Regions from separate parts of the Mus musculus genome. Here region 1 is linked to region 2. The links are chromatin contacts, called in public promoter capture Hi-C maps. All regions are on one chromosome and are shown on one strand. The core of a region is the stretch at or near the end of the contact, and the rest is flanking DNA. Distances in the headings are between cores, read along the strand shown.

Evidence for each region. Promoter capture Hi-C pulls out the DNA fragments that hold promoters and counts their contacts.
Region 1: a contact with region 2 is called in a promoter capture Hi-C map of liver, with 6 times the contacts expected there. The contact joins the enhancer-like site here to the promoter of Nr5a2 in region 2. A contact is called at or near these places in 2 of 39 promoter capture datasets (both in liver), 10 of 484 Hi-C or Micro-C datasets (granulosa cells, liver and nephron progenitors), 5 of 115 datasets of contacts at active chromatin or transcription factors (embryonic stem cells and hepatocytes) and 2 of 9 other capture datasets (adipose tissue and liver).

The regions. Positions count from the first base shown.
Region 1 is chr1:137,006,446-137,012,576 of GRCm38.p6, reverse strand. No RefSeq gene overlaps it. Among named protein-coding and RNA genes, the nearest start is that of Nr5a2, 49 kb to the right of the region's middle. Within about 2 kb of position 2,171, at least 14 of the 459 cell types and tissues checked have an H3K27ac peak or open chromatin away from gene starts, as enhancers often do. A contact at or near this core is called in hepatocytes and liver, where this site is marked.
Region 2 is chr1:136,958,707-136,965,620 of GRCm38.p6, reverse strand. Nr5a2 (nuclear receptor subfamily 5, group A, member 2) reads left to right here and starts at 5,173. Exons shown (of 9, transcript NM_030676.3): 1 at 5,173-5,394. The coding sequence starts at 5,331.

The DNA.
Region 1 (6,131 bases), core at 922-3,421, 50 kb before region 2:
CCACTACACCTTTTGAGTTTGTTGTGTTTTATTTTTTAAATTTTTTTTAATTTTTTATTAGGTATTTAGCTCATTTACATTTCCAATGCTATACCAAAAGTCCCCCATACCCACCCACCCCCACTCCCCTACCCACCCACTCCCCCTTTTTGGCCCTGGCGTTCCCCTGTACTGGGGCATATAAATTTTGCGTGTCCAATGGGCCTCTCTTTCCAGTGATGGCCGACTAGGCCATCTTTTGATACATATGCAGCTAGAGTCAAGAGCTCCGGGGTACTGGTTAGTTCATAATGTTGTTCCACCTATAGGGTTGCAGATCCCTTTAGCTCCTTGGCTACTTTCTCTAGCTCCTCCATTGGGAGCCCTGTGATCCATCCATTAGGTGACTGTGAGCATCCACTTCTGTGTTTGCTAGGCCCCGGCATAGTCTCACAAGAGACAGCTACATCTGGGTCCTTTCGATAAAATCTTGCTAGTGTATGCAATGGTGTCAGCGTTTGGATGCTGATTATGGGGTGGATCCCTGGATATGGCAGTCTCTACATGGTCCATCCTTTCATCTCAGCTCCAAACTTTGTCTCTGTAACTCCTTCCAAGGGTGTTTTGTTCCCACTTCTAAGGAGGGGTATTTTTTAAATTTTTAAAGAGTATTAGTACATAAGAGTCAATGCTCAAAAGTGTATAGCACATATCTGTAAGCCCAGGGCTTGGAGGGCTGCGGCAGAGCCAGGGTTATGAGTTCAAGATCAACCCAGACAAAATAGAAAGACCCTGTCTCCAAAAGGAGGACAAAGGGAGGAGCTTGTCTTCTGCTTCCATAGAGCCTCTCAGCCTGAAAGGCCGCAGGACCCACTGGGCTTTTGGCATTGTAAACGTGCTTTGTCAGGTGACACACCTTGTGACACTGGCTCGGGCTTCCTACCCATGGAAATCTGTCTAATCTCACCCAAAATATTCTAAATAACAGGCAGATAAAATGGTTTCTCCAATAGCAGTGTGTGGAGGTCACACCTTTAACCCTAGGGCTTGGGAAGTAGAAGCAGGCAGATTTCTGAGTTCCAGACCAGTCAGGTCTATAGAGTTCCAGAACAGCCAGGGCTACACGTTGAAAACTTGTCTTCAAAATACAAACAACAAAAACACCAGATAGCTGCTCCTCACATAAAGTCACTCACAGCTAAAACTGATGTCCTCAGTTCCAAATCCAGAACAATGAACTCCTGCAAGTTGTCCTCTGACATGCTCACGTGCGCATGTATACACACACACACACACACACACCAAGTAAGAATGATTTTTTTTATATAATTCAAATTAGTAGATTTAGCCGGGCGTCGTGGCACATGCCTTTAATCCCAGCACTGGGGAGGCAGAGGCAGGAGGAGTTCTGAGTTCGAGGCCAACCTGGTCTACAAAGTGAGTTCCAGGACAGCCAGGACTATACAGAGAAACCCTGTCTCGGGGGAATAAAAAATTAGTAGATTTAAAGTTGGGGCACATTCATCTTGTAATGGGTATAGAGTATTAGGTCATCTCTCTCAGGACACCAGTAAGTATGGAGCAGAGAGAACTGGTCAGAGTAATGAAGTCTTTGAGGTACAAAGCTTGCCACTATTAAATCTCTTCTGAGAAATGGGGTGAGCCTGCCAAGTTCGTTGCGTGGACAACTGTGAAGTGGGAATACTCGCTGGCCACATGGCTGTTGTGGTTGAGAGAGATAGTGGGTGTTTTATCTAGCCTTCAACTTTACCAGAACCAGAGGATGACATAATGTGGGGCTCCTCCTATCAGGGCTTGTTAGCAAAACTCCCTGACAGAATCACAGTTTCACAACCCCTGCAGCCTGCATGGATCAATACAGAGGAACTCACAGACTCGGCATGTCGTTATCCAATGACTAATCACACTTGTCGGGACCATTTCAGGAGTATCCTGGTCACACTGAAGTCTACTCAAATTGCCTGCCATGTAAGAACTGGAAAAGAAACTGCTCACTGGTTTAGTGCCTGAAGTATCAGAAAGAAGGTGTGTTTATGGACTTGGTCAACGAAGTACAGCAGCCTAGAGATAAAGCATTGTGGAGAAATGCCAGCCAAAGCGAGCTACAGCTTTGGGAAGTCCGGCCAATCAGCCTGAGGCCACCCTGCATGGAGATAAGGCCTCTCTTCCCAGCACTCTCCAGCAGGTGCCACCCACTGACCAAACCCAACCAAGAACCAGGTGGGGGCTGGAGCAGTATCCTGGGCCCTGGAGCAGGGTAGAGGAGTAGCAGGGCAAATGGAAAGTATGCAACACCAGTGGAAGTCAGAACTGTTTCACCTGTCCACCCATCACTGAGGAGTGCCAAGATAAAGCTATTTGCTTCAACTCCCCTCCCCAGCAGTTCTAATGTAAAAATGGGGGAACACATTAATGCCAATAGTGATTTTCATATGCTTAAACATGATCTCTTAGTTCACCCCTCCAAATGTATTTGTGCTTAAATCCCCAAGAGGTATTTATTTATTTTCATCCTACAAAGAATGCCTGCTGTTGAGTGGCAACATTTTTTTTTCTGCTCCGTTTTTGCTCTTTACAAACCAGGTGAGCAATGCACTTACTTTGAGAGATGCTCGGGGGTTTGGGCTGCTTGTGAGCCCTGGAAATATTGATCAGTTTAAAATATTTGGACACTTGCATCTCCTGAATGTGCTTACTGCGGCCCTTCTCCTGGGCAGGCCTGGAGAGCGCCCGGCATTTTTGTTATCATGATGAATTACCCTCCCTGGTAGGTCACTCTTTTTTACCTGAAGTCACAATTTGCTCCTTCTTTAGGTCACAACCTGATTTTTTCAGGGTGACAGATTTATTGCTTGCTTTGTACTCCCAAAAAACAAATCGCCAACACTGCTCAAAATCCAATCCTGCCTCAGGATAGCCCCAGATTATCCCAGTGAGGAAGAAAACCCTGGCTTCTGAGGCTCTTTCCATACTGCACTGAATCCAAGAAGGAAGGAGGATGCTGGGGTGAATCACATTGCCAGAACAGCAATTGCTTGTTAGTAGAGTCTGGGGGAACCATCTTTGCAGGATGCTCCAAAGAGCAGAGCAAAGAACTTCTCTGACTTCAACACACTTTCCTGGGCCATTAAATAAGTGGGAGTGCCCTGTAAAATGTACCTAAATCCCAAGACTGGAGCTGGGACATTTCTGGGTTAGGAAAAGTGATGTCGTAGAAGTGTCACAAAATCGACTAGAATTGGCCGGGCAGTGGTGGCACAAGCCTTTAATCCCAGCACTTGGGAGGCAGAGGCAGGGGGATTTCTGAGTTTGAGGCCAGCATGGTCTACAGAGTGAGTTCTGGGGTAGGGGCATGGGGGGATGGGGGGGGGTGAGGAGCAGACTAGGATTGAAGTGGTGAGCATTCTGCTTCAGGTAATAAGAAGTGTGTTTAAAAATTCAACACACAAGGGCACACTTCCTCCAACAACGGGCCACGCTCTCCATCTCCAGCCCTGCCCCTAGGCTAACCAGCATTGTCCCCTTCAGAAAGGAGTTCCTCCCTAGACAGGGTCCTCAAACCGCAAATGCTAACGGGGAAGTTGAAATAGCACTGTTGTTCCTGGCATTCTACAGCAGAGATCCTGTTAGACAGGCCAGAAGTGAGGGGCTCGCTCACACACCAGAACCAGCCCGCCTTCAAATTCCTGCCTCTGCCTTGCCTTCTGATCTGTGACCTTGTGAAAGTCATTAAATCACTCCACTCTGCCAGGTAGCAGTCAGAGGCAGAGGAACAGCTGTAAGTTCAAAGTAAGCTTTATCCATCTTGCAAGTTTCACACCTACAAACCCAGCAAGGCTATGAAATGAGAGCATGTCTCAAAATGAATAAATAAATAAAAATAAAAACAAGCAGTGGTGAACTCTAATTCCAGCACTCAGAAGGCAGAGGCAGGCAGATCTTTCTTTGAGTTTGATGCCAGCCTGGTCTATAGAGTGAGTTTCAGAACTTCCAGGGCTACACAGAGAAACCCTGTCTCAAACAAATAAACAAACAAAGACAAAAAAGGCCACAAGATGTCTCAAAGGTTGTTGGCATCAAGGAGAAAAGGGAGAGAAATGACCCCATAGTGAATTTTCCTCTGACCTCCACACATGTGCCATGTGCACAATAAATAAACAAATGAAAAAAATGTTTAAATGAATATAAAATAAAATAAGGTAAATATAAATAATTATGGACTAAGCCTCTTGAGGTTTGAGGCTGTGTACTGGGTTTTAAATTTTTAATCTGGTGGTGGTAAGGTGCTATCTCTTATCATTTTTAATTTACATTTTGTAAAATTATGATTTTTTTATCTCTTAATATTTCCCACTCAATTGTTGTTAGTCCCCCCTCCTACACCTACTCCCTCCCCCATCCTACTTCTCCCCCACCCTGCCCCTCCCCTTCCCGTCCTAGTCCTCCCCTTCCCCCCTCCTATCTCTCTCTCCAACCCTATTTTCATTGTGTTCCATTGTTGCTTTGTAAGTAGACTCTCACCAGCTAGCTAAGGCTAGCCTCAAACTCTTCACCAGCTAGCTCAGGTTAGCCTCAAACTCAGAATCCTCCAGTCTCAGGAGTATGCCAACACTATTAGTGGTTTTGTTATTGATTTGTTGATATTATCTATATGCATGAACTAATCATGGATCATTTACATGTTACTAGTGTATTTTCCCAGTTCACTCCATCATTATGTTCACTCATATAATGATATAAACCTATATCATTATAAAGTAAATCCATGGGGCTGGAGACGGCGCAGGGTTAAGAGCCCCTTGCTGTTCTTCCAGAGGGCCCACGTTTGGTTCCCAGCAACCCTGTTGAACAGCTCACAACTCCCTCTAACTCCAAAAGATCTGGTACCCGCTTCCAGCTGCTGCAGGTGCACGTGCACATCCCCACAGATGAACACACATACACATAATTAAGAATAAAACCAAAATATTTTAAGAATAAATCCCTGCCTGGCAATAGTGACACATGCCTTTAATCCCAGAATTTGGGAGAAGAGAGAGGTGGATTTCTGAGTTTGAGGCCAGCCTGGTCTACAGAATGAGTTTCAGGACAGCTGGGACTACACAGAGAAACCCTGTCTCCAAAATTCAATAAATAAATCCCTATATATTTGAAAACTGACAAAAATAACTGAAATAATTTCTCTTTCTCATACACACACATGCAGAAAATAACACAACACAACAAAACACCCACCACACTGGTGGTTAGCTTTCATACAGCAACTGCCTACTAGCTGCCTGGCTTTTCATTGTTATTCAATCAAATTAGACGTATATCACAAGTTAGTGAACAGAATGGGTTTGTAAGTGGTCATCCTCAACAATACTGCCCTCAGAGATGTGGAGAAGCCAGGACCCTGCCTTCATCAGCTGGGATGGAGGTGACAACCCATTAACTGAGATCTGAAGCTATAAAGCAGTGCAGGCCATACTCAGTGAAACTAGTAAAACTAATTCTACAGGCCACACTAACAATGACAGCTTGTGGTTAGGAAGTTCATCTCCTGCTGGGTTGATGGAGGTTCTTGAAAAATGGGGGGTTGTGGGGGGTAAGGGAGGGGAGGGCTGACAGTCTCAGCAGAGGCAAAGCCCTTACTCAGGCTGTTAAAGCCCCCCTCACCCCGGCCCACACAGCACTCAGCACTCATGTAGGTAAGGCATTAAAAACTCACTGGGCAGGTGTGTGCTGCTGGAACTGAGTCCAAACATGAAATAAGGGGTGTGGTGGAACCTCAGGAAAATACTCCTGCTCTCCCCAACCCCCCTTCACCACATGGACAGTGAAGGCTTCACACAGGAGCAGACTGGGCAACCTGGGTCCCGTAAAAACCTCATTACCTCATTTCTACGGGAAAATATGGTTTCTTCATAAGAGTCTCTTAAGGTTCTCAAGGCTCTTTCTGTAAAAATCCTCAATGATAAACACACTTTGGTTGTGACTGTTTTCATTCTTCATTGTTTTATGTACCAAATATGGCCTCTGTGGGTTCTAAATATTTAACTTTAAGGTTTTAATTTCCAATAAAGTCATCTTTGATCATCAGCTCAATATCAACCATCAGAGAACAATAGATTTCATAAAACACAGTT
Region 2 (6,914 bases), core at 3,924-6,423:
ATTCCCAGTGCCTATATGGCATTCACAACTCCAGTTCCAAGGGATCTGATACCCTCACACATTCATCCATCCATCCATACATACATATATCCATACATACATACATACATTCATACATATGAAAGCAAAACACAAATGGGCATAATATTAAAATAGATAAATCTTAACAAACAACCACAAAACAAAAACAAAAGCCAGAGGCCAAGTATTTCTTTGCCCCAGGAAGAGGCAGAGCACAGGTCTGAGCTTTCTCATCCCAATGCCAGGTTGCTGACCACCCGGCCTCACGACCAGCCTTCCTGCCAGGAGGATCTCACCGTGTGTCCCACTCAGGTGGTTTGCATGTGTCTCCCCAGACCACATGGCTTAAAAAGGAACTAGAGCAGCTGTCAGCCTAATAACAGGATCTGGTAGACTACACTGGTCAGTGACTAGATACTACACCAGTGCTTTAAAAATCTGTCTTCAAAACACAGGGCAGGTATGGGAGAAAACCACCCTGTTCCAGAGTGTTACACATGTGAGTGAGCATGGCTGGAGAAATACATGGTCCTTCTGCATATTCATATCAGTTTGGAGAAGAGGTATTTGTGTTGTAGCCATTAAGCCTTAATCCCACCAACTCCAGGGGGTGGAAAGTTCAAGGTGTGGGTTACACAGTGGGCTCAAGTCCAGCCTAGATAACTTCGTAAGACCCTACCCCAAAGTAAAATAATTAAAGTAAAGCATGCTGACCCAAGCCAGTAATTCCTGTACTTGGAGGGGGAGTGGAGGCAAGAAGAGCAAGAGTTCTAAACTAGCCTTGGCTACATATCCATTTGGAGACAGCCTGGGCTACATGAGACCCTGTTTTTAAAAAGAAAATGAGGCCAGGCATGGTTGCACATGCCTTTAACCCCAGCACTTGAAGGCAGAGGTGAGCAAATCTTCGTGGGTTTAAGGCCAGCCTGGTCTACGAGGTGAGTTCCAGGACAGCCAGGGCTGTGTTACACAGAGAAATTATGTCTCCAAAAAGAAAAAAAAAATCAAGAAATGGAAAAAAGAAAAGAAAGGAAGAAGGAAGGGAGGAAGGAATCAGATTGGTGATTAGCTGAATAGCACAGTACTTGCCTGGTATGCATGGAGCTCTGGTCCAGTCCCCAGTATGTACACATACAAGCAAGTATTTTGAATTCACCATTTATCTATGGGCTGCAGTGTAGCTCAGTGGTAGAGCCTTTAGCTACATACTCAGCACTGGATTCATGGATTCAAAAGCAAATTTAGTCTAAGTGAAGAGCATGGGCCGTATTGCTTGCACTGGGACACAGGACTTGATGCTCAGAGACACTGCTAGCATGCTTCCCTGGCCAAGGCTATCTGTTCCCTTGGCTGGTGGGAGCGAGTGACCCTATTTCAAATTGCTTACTTTCTATACATAGGTAGTAACCAAACCTCCTCGCCTTCCTAAGGTCTCATGGTATGTAACCAAGATATTTTTCACATCCCTGGTGGGCATAGTCACAAGGGGACCACTTCTAATTCGTCCCTCCAGAGTTCACAAAGAGCCCAACCCTTCCAAACTTGACAGCCCAACCTGGAAGAAGTGCAGAGGGAAAGGACAGTCCTGTGCCCTCTCTTCCTCCACCGGCTTTCTCCAACATATCGGACGGAGGCTCTGTTCCAGCATCTCAACTGAAACGAAGGAAGAAGGGGGATGAGATGAAAACTCTTCCCCGCGTCAAGCACTACCGACAAAGAGGAAAAGCTATCAGTTCTACAATAATTGCTGTAGCTGTTGGGTGGTGATTTTTAAATTTTTTATTGGATATTTTTCTTTATTTGCATTTCAAATGTTTTCCCCTTTCCAGATCTCTCTTTCAGAAACCCCCTATTCCATTCTCCCTCCCCCTGCTTCTATGAGAGCGCTCCCCACCCACCCACCCTTCCCCTTCTTCCCATTCAATTCACAGGCCATATGAAGCCCAAGAAGGAAGACCAAAGTGTGGATGCCTCAGTGCTTCTTAGAAGGGGAAACAAAATACTCACAGGAGGAAATATGGAGACAAAGTGTGGAGCAGAGACTGAAGGAAAGGTCATCCAGAGACTGCCCCACCTGGGGATCCAACCCATGTACAGTCACCAAACCTGAACGCTATTGTGAATGCCAACAAGTGCTTGCTGACAGGAGCCTGATATGGCTGTCTCCTGAGAGGCACTGTCAGAGCCTGACAAATACAGAGGCGAATGTTCGCAGCCAACCATTGGACTGAGTGTGGGAGTCCCCCACAACAGAAGAGTTGGAGAAAGGACTGAAGGAGATGAGGGAGTTTGCAGCCCCATGGAGGGAGCAACAGTGTCAACCAGTCAGACCCCCCCTCCAGAGTTCCCAGGGACTAGACCACCAACCAAAGAGTATAGTCTCTGGCCACAAATGTGTTAATTTTTGTTTTCTAAATCCTTCTGGTCTCAAACTCGCTCTGTAGTAACAGGTGACAGTGAACTTCTACTTTCACCTCCTGAGTACTGGGAGCCCAGGGGTGTGCCAGCTTCATGCATGCTAGGCAGACACTCTAGCAACTGGTGGGTAAAATCTTGTTAAAAGAAATATTCAGATGTTGAGGCAAAATTCACATGAACACATACACCTATCTACTTAGTTTAAACTCAGCACTGTACGGTACGAATGGCTTAGAGAGATGACGGCTGTGAAGTGTGTATACACGTGTTTTAGTTACCTAGAAATAGATTCTCTCTCAGGCAACTGAGAGAATAAAACAGACTTCAGCATTCAGCACCCAAGCCAGTGGTGGCACACATGCGCTGCATGCCTCCATACCTTAGGTTGCCAGGGCTATATCTCAGGACCGCATCTCAAAATAATTAAACAGAGAAACGCATCCTCCTATCAGTGAGCTTTCTTCATTACACCTGAACAGAACCAGCATCCCACCTCAGACTGAATGCAGACCAGATGAGGGAAACCGGAAACCGGAAACCGGCTGGTCACCATGAAGTCACACAGTAATAAGATTTGAGAAAATCCTACCGATTATTTTATTTATTATTATTTTTAATACTTATTAATTATTCTGGTTTTCTGAAACAGGGTTTCTCTGTGTGGCCCTGACTATCCTGTGTAGACCAGTCTGGCCTTGAGCTTACACCTGCCCTCTGCTTCCCAAATGCTGGGATTCCAGGCCTGTGCCACCACTGCCCAGCCTTTACTTTCTTTTTTTCTTTCTTTTTTTTTTAATTAGGTATTTTCCTCGTTTACATTTTCAATGCTATCCCAAAGGTCCCCCATACCCACCCCCACAGCCTTTACTTTCAATCACTATTTTTTCATTTACAATGAGCTATGTATAACAAATGATACATAATAGGTTTGGTAATATTTTCCATTGAAATGTTTTAAAGTTTCTCTAGGCTAATTTCCTCTTTTTTTTTTTGTGCCATTTGCTTTTTTTTTTTTAAGATGTATTTATTTTTACTTTAGGTGCAGGAATCTTCTCTCTGTGTGGACATCTGCCCACTGTGTGTGCAGCATGAGCAGAGCCACGGAGCAGAGCCACAGAGCCACGGAGCAGAAGCCACAGAGCCACGGAGCAGAAGCCACAGAGCCACGGAGCAGAAGCCACAGAGCCACAGAGCAGAAGCCACAGAGCCACGGAGCAGAAGCCACAGACGGTTCTGAGCTGCCATGCGGGTACTGTGTGAGCTGCCATGACGGTGCTGGGGACCAAACCAGGGCCTCAGCAAGAGCAGCCAGCTCTCAACCACTGTGCCACCTCTCCAGTTCCTCCCTTTGCTTTTGTGGGGGAAATTATTGCTACACAGCCCAGGGTTGCCTTCAGTGCACCATCCTCCTGCCTCAGTCTGTGAGTGTTGAGTTACAAAGTTTGTCACCATACCTAGTTGAGCCTGGGGATTTATGTATGCTAAACTTGTACACTCCATTATTCAACTATACCTGAGTTACTCCATTTTAGCTTCTAGAAGATGTATTATATGAAGAGTGATGCTTCAGAGACCTAAATAATTTTTAAGAAAAAAGCTGTTTTGCAGAGTTCTGTGTCCTTTAGCCTATATATAGGGAGATTTCTGGCATGTCAGACTGTTGTTTGATTGCTCAGAGAAATAACAACAAAGAAATAACTGACAAGAATTGACATCCTATGATCTTTTAAAATCCCTTTAATCTCAGCACTCTGGAGGCAGAGGCAGGGGGATCTTTGAGTTCAAGCCTAGCTCTACAGAGTGAGTTCCAGGATTGCCAGGGCTATATAGAGAAACCCTTGTTTCAAGGAAAACAAACAAACACAAACAAAACCAAAAACAACCAGAAAAAGAAACAACACCCAAGGTTGTATTCTGGACTCCTTATGCATAATCACATAGTGTACAATCTACCCCCCCTACACACAGGTGGGGGCCCCCACAAATACATACACACTTATATATACAGAATCATATATGAAAAATGCATTATACATGTATCATTTTGCTCAAATTTTATCTCAAGGTATTTTACTTTATGGAGGTAAAGAAATGACCGCTTTAGCCCAATGACCAATATACAAGCAAGCTAATGCCTCTTCTAACAAACATACAGGGTTGTTTTTTTTAAGGCAACTGGTCAAATGGTAAGTAAATACCCACGAGCTTGCAAGTGCTCCTGTAGGGTTTCAAAGTGTCAATCATATCTACAGTCATCATTTAAAGAATTAATGTCCGCCAATGTTATCATCTAAAATGTATTTGCAGAGGTCAGAAGAGCAGAGTCTGTCCTTCCCCATGCCAGAAGCAGTGACATCAAAGGGCCATGTCACAAGCTGCAGTTTAGTTAGTGGACTTGAGGTGGTTTGGAGTTTTTATCCACTAAGTATGATCTCCTGACCCCTTGGCTTTACAACTTTCCACACTCTGGGCTGCAGAAGAACCCCTCCTTTTCTGAGTTAATCATTTCTTTGCCATTATCTGCCAAGAGTTCTTATCTCTTTTGCTGTCACTTTATAACAGGGTCCTCTTATCAACCGGCACAGGGTCATGTGACCAGTTGAAGCCTATTGAAAGCTTCCTTTCTTCTGATTAGAAACCATCATGAAACTGGAGACATGGTTTACAGCAGGTCATACATGCTGGAAAAAGTGCAGAGTCCAGGAGAACACGGACTGGAGCCTTTCTGAATTCTGTTTTTTCCCCCTTTTTCTTAACTTTCACTAAGGAAATGAGGGTTACTGTAGTCTGAGGTTTCCTTCCCAAAGTCACAAAATATGACAAGCTGCAATCTTTCTCACATTCAATGATTTCTGCTGTAAGCCAAAGGACTGCCAATAATTTCGCTAAGAATGTCTGCTAGTTTGGATACTGGAGATTTTCAAGAATTTCTTAAGCATGGACTTACAGCTATTGGTAAGTAGGAAGCCACTCTCTTAACATCTGGCTGTTTTGTGCTACTAATGGTGGATTTGTGTTTTAATGTACTACTTTGCCTGCAGTAATTATTAAAAGCATACAATAAGCCCACACATATATCACACATTTATTTTTCTTGAAGTTGAAAGAAGCAAATGAGTAATTCAACACATGAATATCATTTATTGTATCCGGTGTTTGGGGATGCCATTGTATTAGATCCACTTAGCAAAAAGCTTAGGGTTTTGAGACAGGGTTTCTGTGTAGCCCTGGCTGTCCTGGAACTTCACTCTGTAAACCAGGCTAGCCTCAGACTCAGAGATCCACTTGCCCCTGCCCCTGCCCCTGCCCCTGCCCCTGCCCCTGCCCCTGCCCCTGCCCCTGCCCCTGCCCCTGCCCCTGCCCCTGCCTCTGCCTCTGCCTCTGTCTACCATGCTGGGATTAAAGGTGTGTGCTGTTACTGCCCAGCAGAAAGTCCAGTTGTTAATCATCTATTTCAGCCTTAACAATTTTTGATCATTTTGAATCAACCATGCCAAGTAAAGTTTTGAACATTTTGAAACAAGCAAATAAGATTGATCAACCACTGATCAAATAAAACTAACAGGGAACTTACCAGCAATGTGACATCTCAACTGGACCATGAGATGTCTCATTCACCGTGATCCTATAGAGATTTTTGTTTGTTTGCTTGTTTGTTTGTTGGCAAATGAAAGTCATTCAAGAAAAACAAAGTCAGCCTATTATTAAAGGATTCTTGGGGGTGGGGGGACTTACTGTGACTTGCTTTTAAAGACAGAAAGAACCACATACCCTCCCCACAAGTGGAACCTAGAGTTTGGGCACTTTCTAGGCAAGCACTCAATCTCTGGGCTACACACCTGGCCACCGTGTGAAGCATCTTGGGGTTCCTTGTTGTTGTTTGGGGATGAGTGAGGATTGAGTTTGGTTTTGGTTTTCCTGAGAGACAAGGGGTCTCATTATATAACCTAGGCTGGCCAGGAACCTGCTCTGTCGTCTTTCTCCTTGTCTCTCTCCATAATACCAGAACTGTAGGTGTGAGCTACCATTCCTGACTCATTATTTTAAAGGATAAACATCCCCACACATACATTTATACCAATATAGAGCCATAAATGTGGGAGTTTTACCATAAATTTAGTAAATACAGTAACATTCGGTTCATCCTAAAAGTTAAAGACAAAGGGAAGCAATTTCCAGTAGGTTGTGACCCTGCTGGAGAGCGTGTCCCCTTTGCTTCCTCTGGATAGGAGCCAGGGTCGACCCTTCTCCAGGGATGCTTGCGCCATCAGTGATTGCCAGCCCAGTCTCAGTTAAAACGGGATAATCAGGGCCCCCGGCTTTGCCCCTTTCCCTGGGGGCAGCCTGCTGACTCCACCTAAGGCACTGATTGCTTTTTTTATGGTCCAGCTACGCCCTGAAGTATCAATTGAGGAAATGTTCACCAAAAAAAGAAAACGTTCTGTACTTAACTAAAAAGAAAACACGGGGAAGTG